Linked DNA regions of Anas platyrhynchos: region 1 is linked to region 2. The links are chromatin contacts, called in public Hi-C maps. All regions are on one chromosome and are shown on one strand. Each heading gives the region's core, a stretch centred on a gene start, on an enhancer-like site or on the middle of the called end of the contact. The rest is flanking DNA. Distances are from core to core; before and after follow the strand shown.

Region 1 (4,481 bases), core at 873-3,372, 94 kb after region 2:
TAGTCTTCTAAAACACAGCAAAGAAATCATATGCTGCAACAACTAATCCAGAAAAGTCTGCCAGCCAGAATTATTTCAAGAGTAGAAACACGTCTCAGGTTTTCAGTTACTTAGCAGTGTGAAATATTTCACCTCTTGTGATACCAGGCTGAGTGGGCCTTGCATGATGTCCTTTAGAAACGCTTTGGCTAATCCAGTGATTTAGAACTCATGAAAACATCCTAAACTTAAGATTAATAGGTTTAGATGTAGGAAGAAATTTTTACATTGACTTTCAAAAAAAAAAAAAAAAAAAAAAAAAAAAAAAAAAAGGTGAAATGTAAAGATACAAACTTTTTTTTTTTTTTTTTTTAGAATATATTTATCGTCTGATTTTTGTCATACCTTTCTGCAGAAATTCCTTTTCTGACTTTGGTTGTTTTTGGCTGGGTGCTTGCTGCTGAGTTCTCCAGGCTGTGGTGCTTCATCTGCCCAGGTGACTGAGCTCATGTTGCCCTCCAGTGGCTGAACTGAAAAACAGAGGGGAAAAAAAATACAATTTTTTCTCCTGCTGTATAAATACAACCAAAAGAAATTTGTACATCGTGAAGGTACAATGGCAGATACTGAGAAGCTACATCTTGACAATTTTAACGATATCCATATAAAATTAATCCCTCCCCCCCATGTTCCTTACCGGAATGTGTCCCGAAGCAATCTTCGCTCATGAGAGTTCACGCTATACCTTCTCTGACTCATATTTTGCCAGATTTGTATTGTGGGGCATGTAAAAGCATTTAACTAGAATCCAATCCAGCATCTTGCTTAGCCCTCATATTTCAAAGCGTGGTCAAACCCCTTTTATCACAGCTCATGCAAGGCAATGTCCCAATAATACATGCCACTGTAACATCCCAAATCTTCGCATAAATACCAATTGTTTGTTTTTGGCAATAGCATGTGACATAAATCCCAATGAAGTTATATGTGGCAACAAAGGCACATGGACTTTAAAAGGCATAAATATCTTTGAAGTGCCCCTTTGAGCTAATTTTTCAGAATGCAGCTGATTTTTACTTTTTTTTTTTTTCCCCCCAGAATTTAGCATAATTTAGCATTTTCTGTGTTGAAAATAAAGCTCTTTTTGTGAACACCTGTGAGTGCTCAGCATGTTTACAGATCTGACTGATATCTCAGACTAAGCACTAAGAAAATACAACTCACATAACCAGTGCCTACTGGCAAGAAACAGGGGTGCCAGTGATTTGTAAATCAGAACATTAGCAACCTGTTGAAGGAAATCAGAGGATTTCTTTCTTCAAGCACCCTTCAGATATCACAGTCATAAGAATTTCCTCTTTCCTACTACATCTTCTAATTCCTCTAAAAAATGAGGTAAGTCCTAGGACTTCTTAGTGCACAGCACAGAACATGAACGCATATTGAACAAGGCTATGGCATTATAGGACAATAAAGTACCTGCTCCCATAGTCAAATCAGTATCACAATATATAAACGCAAAGCATTAGATTAAAGTTACAAGAGAAGTTCTAATGTCAGAATTTCTCATTTCTTGGAGCTAGGCCTCGTAACCTAAAAATTCTCTTTACTCATTAAAGAAAAAGGCACTAAAGCAATCAAAGTTAAGCAGTTGAAATTCCTTTATATCATCTCTTCCTGACATGGGTCATTAGTTGGGCTGAAGCCTTGGGATCCACAGCATAGGCTTCTGCCACTTGAGCTAATTCAATAAATCCTAAAAAGGGATTCAACAGGAAAAGAGTAAGTGGTACTTAAACAGCAGAGGTGTTCTCAGATCAGCTGAGCCAAGTGAGTTTCATTCAAGGCAAATATAAAACAGCCTAAAGCAATCTCAGTGTTAATAATGATTTTCCTTGAAAAGAGGGGGTAGGTGAGATCACAAATTTAACATCTACCTTTAAAAAGGATGGGGAGAGAATATCTGATATTGGACAATGATGCTGAACTGAGAGGGATAGCGAGCATGGTGGCAGAGATTAGAACTAAAAATAAATCTTCACAGGTTTCATAAGTGCTCTAAAAGAAAAATAGAACACAACTTGTTAGGAAAATGTGCTATTCTTTGGGAATTACTAACATCAGGTGGAAGAACTGCTGGATGGGCAGCAATTCTGCAGAATGGTACATGCATTTTACAGAAGATTGTTGTTCTCAATATGAGTCCATGGTAGTGTGAAAAGCAAATGTTGTGTGGGGAAAAATGGGTTGTAAATAGAGCTAGCTTGTGATTTCACACTTTCCTTCTCTGGGGCGCTTAATAAGGCCTCTGCTGGCATACTCCGTCCAGTGGAAGCTTTTGCTTTGCTAAAGAACTGTGCATTAACTGAGAAATCTAGGAAAGAGAAAGGGACTGGTTAAAGGGAAAGAGGAGGCTATAAATTCAGCAGCTTCTTCAGGGGGGAAGTGAGGAGGAAAAGGCACAGTCATGTCCTCTTTTGGAAGAGGAACTATGAATGTGGGGCCTCAGAACCTCTCAGTTCTGTGCAGAAGGATTTGTGGAGTCATTTGCGAAGTGTCTCCTGTCTCCCCTGTGGTGGTGTGGAACTGGGAATTTTGGGTGTGCTCCTCGGGTAGTCTGTACATCAGCGGTGATTCTTCTACTTGCCACAGTCTGGGAGCCCTTAAGCTGGAATGTACTTGGCAGGATACACTAAATCAATGCATTCTTGTTGCTTATTATATCTCCTCACTACATTTTCCTTCCCTTTCTTTTTTAAGGTGAGGCTGGATGGTATAGTACAATCCCTTCTATTTTACTTTCTAGTTTTCCTAGCACAATAATTTATCTGCATTTCCTGGTCAAATCATTTCCTTTCATTGCATGAACTAAAATGGAAATGGACTGAGCAGGTAGACCAACAGATGGGAACTGTTAAATCCCCACTTAAAAAAAAAAAAAGAATCCTTTATGAAAGGTGTAGTTCTGTAATGTGCCAAGTGTTTGTCAGTCATAGCCAGGCAGAGGACAGGCCCCGTGGACTTGCAGCAGGGTTAGAGCTTGAAGAGAAAGGCTGTTTTTTCTTAAGACTAAAACCAGTGTTTGAGATCTTTTCCCCGCAGGTGCTTCCCACAGAAGCAACTAAGCAAACTCTGTGCCTGAGGTTTGCACCTCTGAGGAAGACCATCAGCAATCACTGATCAGCCATCATAAATACCGGTGCTGGTCTGCAGCACAGATCTGGCTTGTGCCTGCAGGCGTTTGGAAAGACCTTTTGAGGGGAAGGTAACTGTGCATACCTCGTACTATTTGTGAAGCTCCAATGCAGGAAGATGATGACAGGTGCCTTGATGCTCTGTTTTGCTTTGTGTGTCGATTTCCTGCATATTTCATGTTTCAGATTGTTTCCTGAAACTGATCAGTATCACTGTCCTTGCACTCCTTCCTTTCTGCCCTTAGGAAATTCAGTTCTTAATTCCTGTTAGTGCCCACCTCTACCTATGCAGTCATTACCTATGCCTCTCCTGGTTTCAGAGTTAATTCTTCCATGGAAAGTTCTGGTTTGCATATGTATTTCAATAAAACTATTGGGCTAGATTCTAGAAAGCTACAGTATTGCCCTTTCTACCAGGTGTTTATCCAAAGTTTTACTCTGTAGGCATTGGCTCCAAGAGGGAGAAAGGCAAAGTCATCTTTCTGCTTTTACATTGAACCCATTCACGTTTGTGCAGAGCTGTCATGAGCAGCTGGGTCCCAGCTGCAACTCTCTGGATAATACAATCCTTCTTGTAACAAAACAGGGAAGCCATTTTCCTTATTATCTTGTAACATCAAGCAAAGTTAAACACAAGACAGACTCCTTGTTGCTGCTTCCTGAGAGTGTGCTCATTTTATCCAGGCTGCTTTTTGCAAGAAGAAAAGTAACCAAAAAAGAGAAAGTATAGAAATGAGCGAGAACCTCACTGGGACTGAGGTCTGGCACACTTTGTTGCAAAGGAGATTATGGTTGATCACCCTACACGCTGAGACCTTGGAGACTTCACGTATTTATTATTTATGCCCGGAGACTTCCATTCTGTAAAATGGAAATAGCCGATTAATCACAAGCATCTTTTGGCAAGCATTTACAAGCAAAGATTTTCAGGTCTTAATCCAGGCTGACAAAGCCCCAGTGTCCCCAGATGGAGTTCATTAATCAGATCTGATAACTACCTATAAGGGAGCACTTTGCAGACTTGCAAAAGTAAAAGGAAATGGGGATTAAAATTTGCCTCAGAAATTATTAGCCAGTTTTCCTTTGAATGTTGGAAATATATCTGGAGAAGTTTGGCAGTATGGAGGTGTAAAGGGGGAATGTTTGGTTTTATTGTTTGTATATTTTATCAAGAGGGTTGTAAGGCCCCATTTATGCCAGATTGAGAGCTAATGCATTAGCAGATCACAGATGGAGTTTCGTGGTTACAGGTTCATATTTACCTTAGTTTTATTCCGATTTTATAAGGGAACAAAATGCTGTACCTGG
Region 2 (4,656 bases), core at 379-2,878:
AGTATTAAGGGAACAAACTTTGTATAATCTCCCTGCCGCTGCAAAGCCTTTTTCCTACAAATTCATTTTCATCCGTATTCTGAAAACCTAAAGAAACATTTAGTCTTCTATACAGAACAAAACTGTATGAACAAGTTAACAATTACTTTAACAGACTGCAGCTGTTTATGGAACTGCTGCGCTCTCTTCTGGCACCGTGAAAGAGTAATACCTGCAGTGGCCATGCCCTGCCTAATCAGACAGCAGCACTGCCCTCTCCTGCCACCTAGCAAGAAGTGCACTTAAAGAGTGAACTAGACATCTTTTATGGCCATGGAGAATAGTCGGTAAGAAATCACAGAACCACAGAATTTCTAGGTTGGAAGAGACCAAGACCATTGAGTCCAACCTCTGACCTAACACTAAGATGCTACTTCTCAATAGCATGCCAAGGAGATCCACACAAATAAGCAAAGCAGCTGTACATGTATTAATATTTCCCAGCCATCAATTTTTTTGATTTGATTCTTTGCTTTAGCAATATCTCAGAGTACTATTTCAAAACATTGGCTGTAAGAATATCAATGTACATGTCATTCAGGAGAAAGGCAGCTCAGACTTCACTTTCCAATGTCTCAATGGTCTCAATGTCTCAATATTAGTTATACTGAACAATACCTAAACTTTGAACATTACTAATTTAACTTTAAATAAAAATTATTAATTAATAATAACATTTATTAATTAATGGTTAATTAATAAAAACACTAATTAAAACGATCAATTAAATGATAGAAATATTGATTTATTAATTTTAAATTAAGTTTAAATTTCAGGGACTGAGAGAAATCGCATTGCTGGTGTAATTAACCAAAGTACCTTAGGGATCTTTAGGAGATGCTCCCCGCACAAACATTGAAGCAGAGCTGATTAACGAGGCACAGAGCATTGCTGACAGAACTGAAAGTGACTGCTGACAAAACAAGCACACAATAATCACTCCAAGCTACTTAACAATTTCTCCAACGTTTGTTTCAATTGCTTTAAAACTTGCCACACATACTGCTGATTTACTGGTGGATGTCTCTGTAATGAGCTCTGTTTTTTCACCTTCAGCATTTCTCAGGCAACAGTCCTTAATGACACGGTCTTGCAGAAGCTGCTGAATGACATCAGGATCAGTACTTTCCACGAAATATCTAAAAGGAAAGAACAAAGAAAAACATCTGGATGAACTAATCAACAGAATCATACATAGGAAGAGGGGCACAGGTGCTCATATCTACAGCTCTCCCAGATGCATTCTGAAGTACCCTCTGTTAGGGGAGGTAATTAAAAAAAAAAAATATGACAATCTGAAGTTTTAGAAAACGCCTCACACCAAAAGCATCACGTACTTTCATGTTATCTACCTTGGTCAGATGATCTCTCTCTAAAATGGCACGAGTGGGGAAAAATAAAGAACTGCCAAGACGTATCTCTTGATCGGTGCCTTCCTCTCCACTCCTCCTCACGAGGAAAGTGTAGGCCACGATGACGTCTCCCTTCAACCTCCTCTTCTCCAGGCTGAACAGGCCCAGTCCCCTCAGATGCTCCTTGTATGTCTTCCCCTCCAGGTCCTTCACCATCTTTGTCGCCCTCCTCTGGTCACTCTCCAACAGTTTAACGTCCTTTTTGTACTGCACACCGTACTCGAGGTGAGGCTGCACCAGCACAGAGCAGAGCGGAACAATCACCTCCCTCGACTGGCTGACAATGCCATGCTTGGTGCACCCCAGGGTATGGTTGGCCCTCCTGGCTTCCAGGGCACGAGGCTGGCTCACATTCAGCTTGCTGTCAACCACAGCCCCCAGACCCCTCTCTGCGGGGCTGCTCTCCAGCATCTCCTCGCCCAGCCTGTAGGTACAGCCAGGTGCAGGACCCGGCGCTTTTATCTCTCGTTTAACTTCACGCGGTTGGCCACCACCCAGCTCTCCCACCTGCCCAGGCCTCCACCACCCTCAGCGCCCCCTCCCCCCGAAACAACGGCCCCGGCCCGCCCGCCGCGCACCTACCAACCACCCCGAGCAGCATCCGCAGCCGGCACTCCTCGGCGCCGTGCTCGTCCAGCTCGCTGCCGCCGTCCTCCACAAGCTCCCCGGCGGCCGAGGGCACGGCCTAAGCGGCCTCCCCTCCCCGCTCCTCCCTGCCCATGGCCGCCGTCGCCACAGCCGCCTCAGCCACCACAGCCGCCAGGCGCTGCGTCACTTCCGGAGGAGAGAGGCGGGAACGGGCTGAGGGGAAAAGGCGGGAAGGGGCTGAGGGGACGGGTGTGGGGGGAGGGAAGGTTGATTTGTTTTTTCTTTTTTTAATATTAATACAAAACTCTTAGGCACACAGCTGTCCCTACAGTGTTTTAATATATTTCTAAGTACAATTCGTGTCTGATTCTGGAAATACAAATACATTTTGAATGGTTAAAAACGAAAAATTAAAAAAATATTCTGAACATCAGCCAGCTGAAAATATATTCATCTAGTAAATTATCTCTCAAAGCTTTTATATATTTAATTATTCTAACTAAACATAGTACCCTTAAAAAACAAGTTCATAAAAATGTAGAAATGAAATTGTGGAATAAGATTACTGGGATATATACACACACAGTCACCGCAGACACAGAGGGAACTGGCAAGCGACGCTCGGCTCCTGAGTTCCTCAACCAAGATAACCATAGGCTAGTTTTTTAATTTTTTTTTTCCTTTTTTTTTATACACAAGATATTCCATGTAAAGCAGCAACAGCAGTGCAGTTACTGATAGCAACATCTCAAAAGTAATAAAAAACCATACATCCAGACAGTAGTACATTGCACACACACGTGATTCTCATACACCCATCAACAATTGGTCAGAGTATTAAATCAGTGTACAAATTAAATATTTCCAAAAATGTGCAAAAAAGTCAACGTTGATAGAAAAAAACACCTTTGTGTACATACATTACAAACTGTGCCCAGCATTCAACTGAGAGTAAAAACATTTACAGTGAGAAACTGATAGATTAAATAGAGAATTTAATGGCTACATAAAAATGTACATTAGATCAAGAGAAAATTTACAAATTTGTATTCATAGCTTCATGAAAACTAAAAGTCTACGTTCCGATTTACCTAAGTCTCCTCCACATATATACAGTGATATTCCTTTATACGACTCCTGTGAGGTCTGAGATGACAGACACTAGGCTTTGATAAACCGTTAAAGATTTGGGGGTGACACCACCTTTACACTGCTATTAACGAGAAACAAACACTAGGGAACTGGCAAGACGATGCCTGTTCAGAAAAGAAAACACAACTTTTGTTTTTAAACCCACATTAAATAACCATTGGGGAAAAGGATCAGCTATTATTGGGGTAAGCGACGTGAACAACTGAAATATTTCCTGGGAATATCCACTTAAAGTGTCCTTTTCCTTGTATCTCTTGACAGAAGACCCTGACCTCCAATCCTCATCAGTGGACTCAAAATAAGGACTGAACCCCGAGGTACAAATTTAATGTATTTTTATCCAGTTCCTCTCCCTTGAAAGTAAGTTTATGAAAACCTAAGACCTAACCAAAGCGAGACTACTCGCATTGTTTCTTTGAAGGATGAGAAATTTTACTTTCTCCATCCATCCTACCCCTCAAGTACAGGTACATATCTATTGCTAGAAAAGCCAGGCAGCTGCTGTGCATGGTGCAGACGGGGCCGTGCCCCCAACACGGGGCAGGGGGTCCCACAGAACCGCCCCAGCTGCTGCACCCCACTTCATGGCACAGGGCCGGGTGCTAAAGCTGCACCGCATCAGTTCCAGCCCTAATGGGGAGCTCTCGGTGGCTGCCACCTAACCAGCATTTAGGTTATGCCAATTAGAAAAATAAACCGAGGGGTTGGAAATGAAAAGAGTGCCTTTGTATTCTGATAGAGTACCGATTTAGCAACCAGGCTGGTAGCAGTTCTGCCCCCTCTGGTGTGGGTTTGTGGCTCCTCCTGAAGGCAGCGTACACCCAGGTAGCTGTGGGTGACATCTGGCTCTGGTGTAAAGCAGACTCCTTCCCAGCAGCTTTGAAAAGTTCTTACTATGGTGCACAGAGCAATTCAGGTCACAAATCTACTTATCTTGATGGCGTTCCTCAAATGTCCCAAAGCTCAAGCCTGGCTACAAAAAGTCACCAGGTTTAGTCACCAAGCTTATGCCTTATTTTTAGAATTACAAAAATAAGATTAAGTTAAAAAGAGTTACTAAAAAAAAAAAAAAATTCCTTTTAATGCTGTCATGAATTTTGTGCATTTAAACAGCAAATATAAACACCCAAATGTTTTAAACATGGGAGGTGTCTATGTACTAGTACCTGCTTTATTCAGTTAGCAATAAGCTTACTGGTGGATATATAAGTATGTGTATCTATAAGTAACAGTACTAATCCATGAAACATCGCTTTTGGCTATATGTATATGGGAATAGAAAAGCTTTGGTAATTCTATGTGGTTTTACACTGCAGGCTTGTCATTAACACAAGACAGCAAGTTACCAGCAAGAAATGATACCAGCAGTAATACTTTCGCTTTTCCAGAAACACCATACAGACTTACACTCAAGCACACAAATTCTGCTTTTCTATATGCGTGACAGATTTTCAAGATTAAAAAG

Evidence for each region. A called contact is a pair of places that touch in the nucleus more often than the background predicts.
Region 1: a Hi-C map of liver shows a contact between it and region 2, with 1.8 times the contacts expected there. The contact joins the promoter of XRCC5 here to the enhancer-like site in region 2.

Annotation. Positions count from the first base shown.
Region 1 is chr7:6,871,486-6,875,966 of IASCAAS_PekinDuck_T2T, forward strand. XRCC5 (X-ray repair cross complementing 5) reads left to right here and starts at 2,123. Exons shown (of 20, transcript XM_072040626.1): 1 at 2,123-2,142. The coding sequence starts at 2,140.
Region 2 is chr7:6,777,628-6,782,283 of IASCAAS_PekinDuck_T2T, forward strand. MAP3K2 (mitogen-activated protein kinase kinase kinase 2) reads right to left here. Exons shown (of 25, transcript XM_072040554.1): 17 at 2,034-4,656; 18 at 1,392-1,875; 19 at 1,043-1,178; 20 at 859-952. Among named protein-coding and RNA genes, the nearest start is that of MAP3K2, 51 kb to the right of the region's middle. Within about 2 kb of position 1,629, at least 8 of the 8 cell types and tissues checked have an H3K27ac peak or open chromatin away from gene starts, as enhancers often do.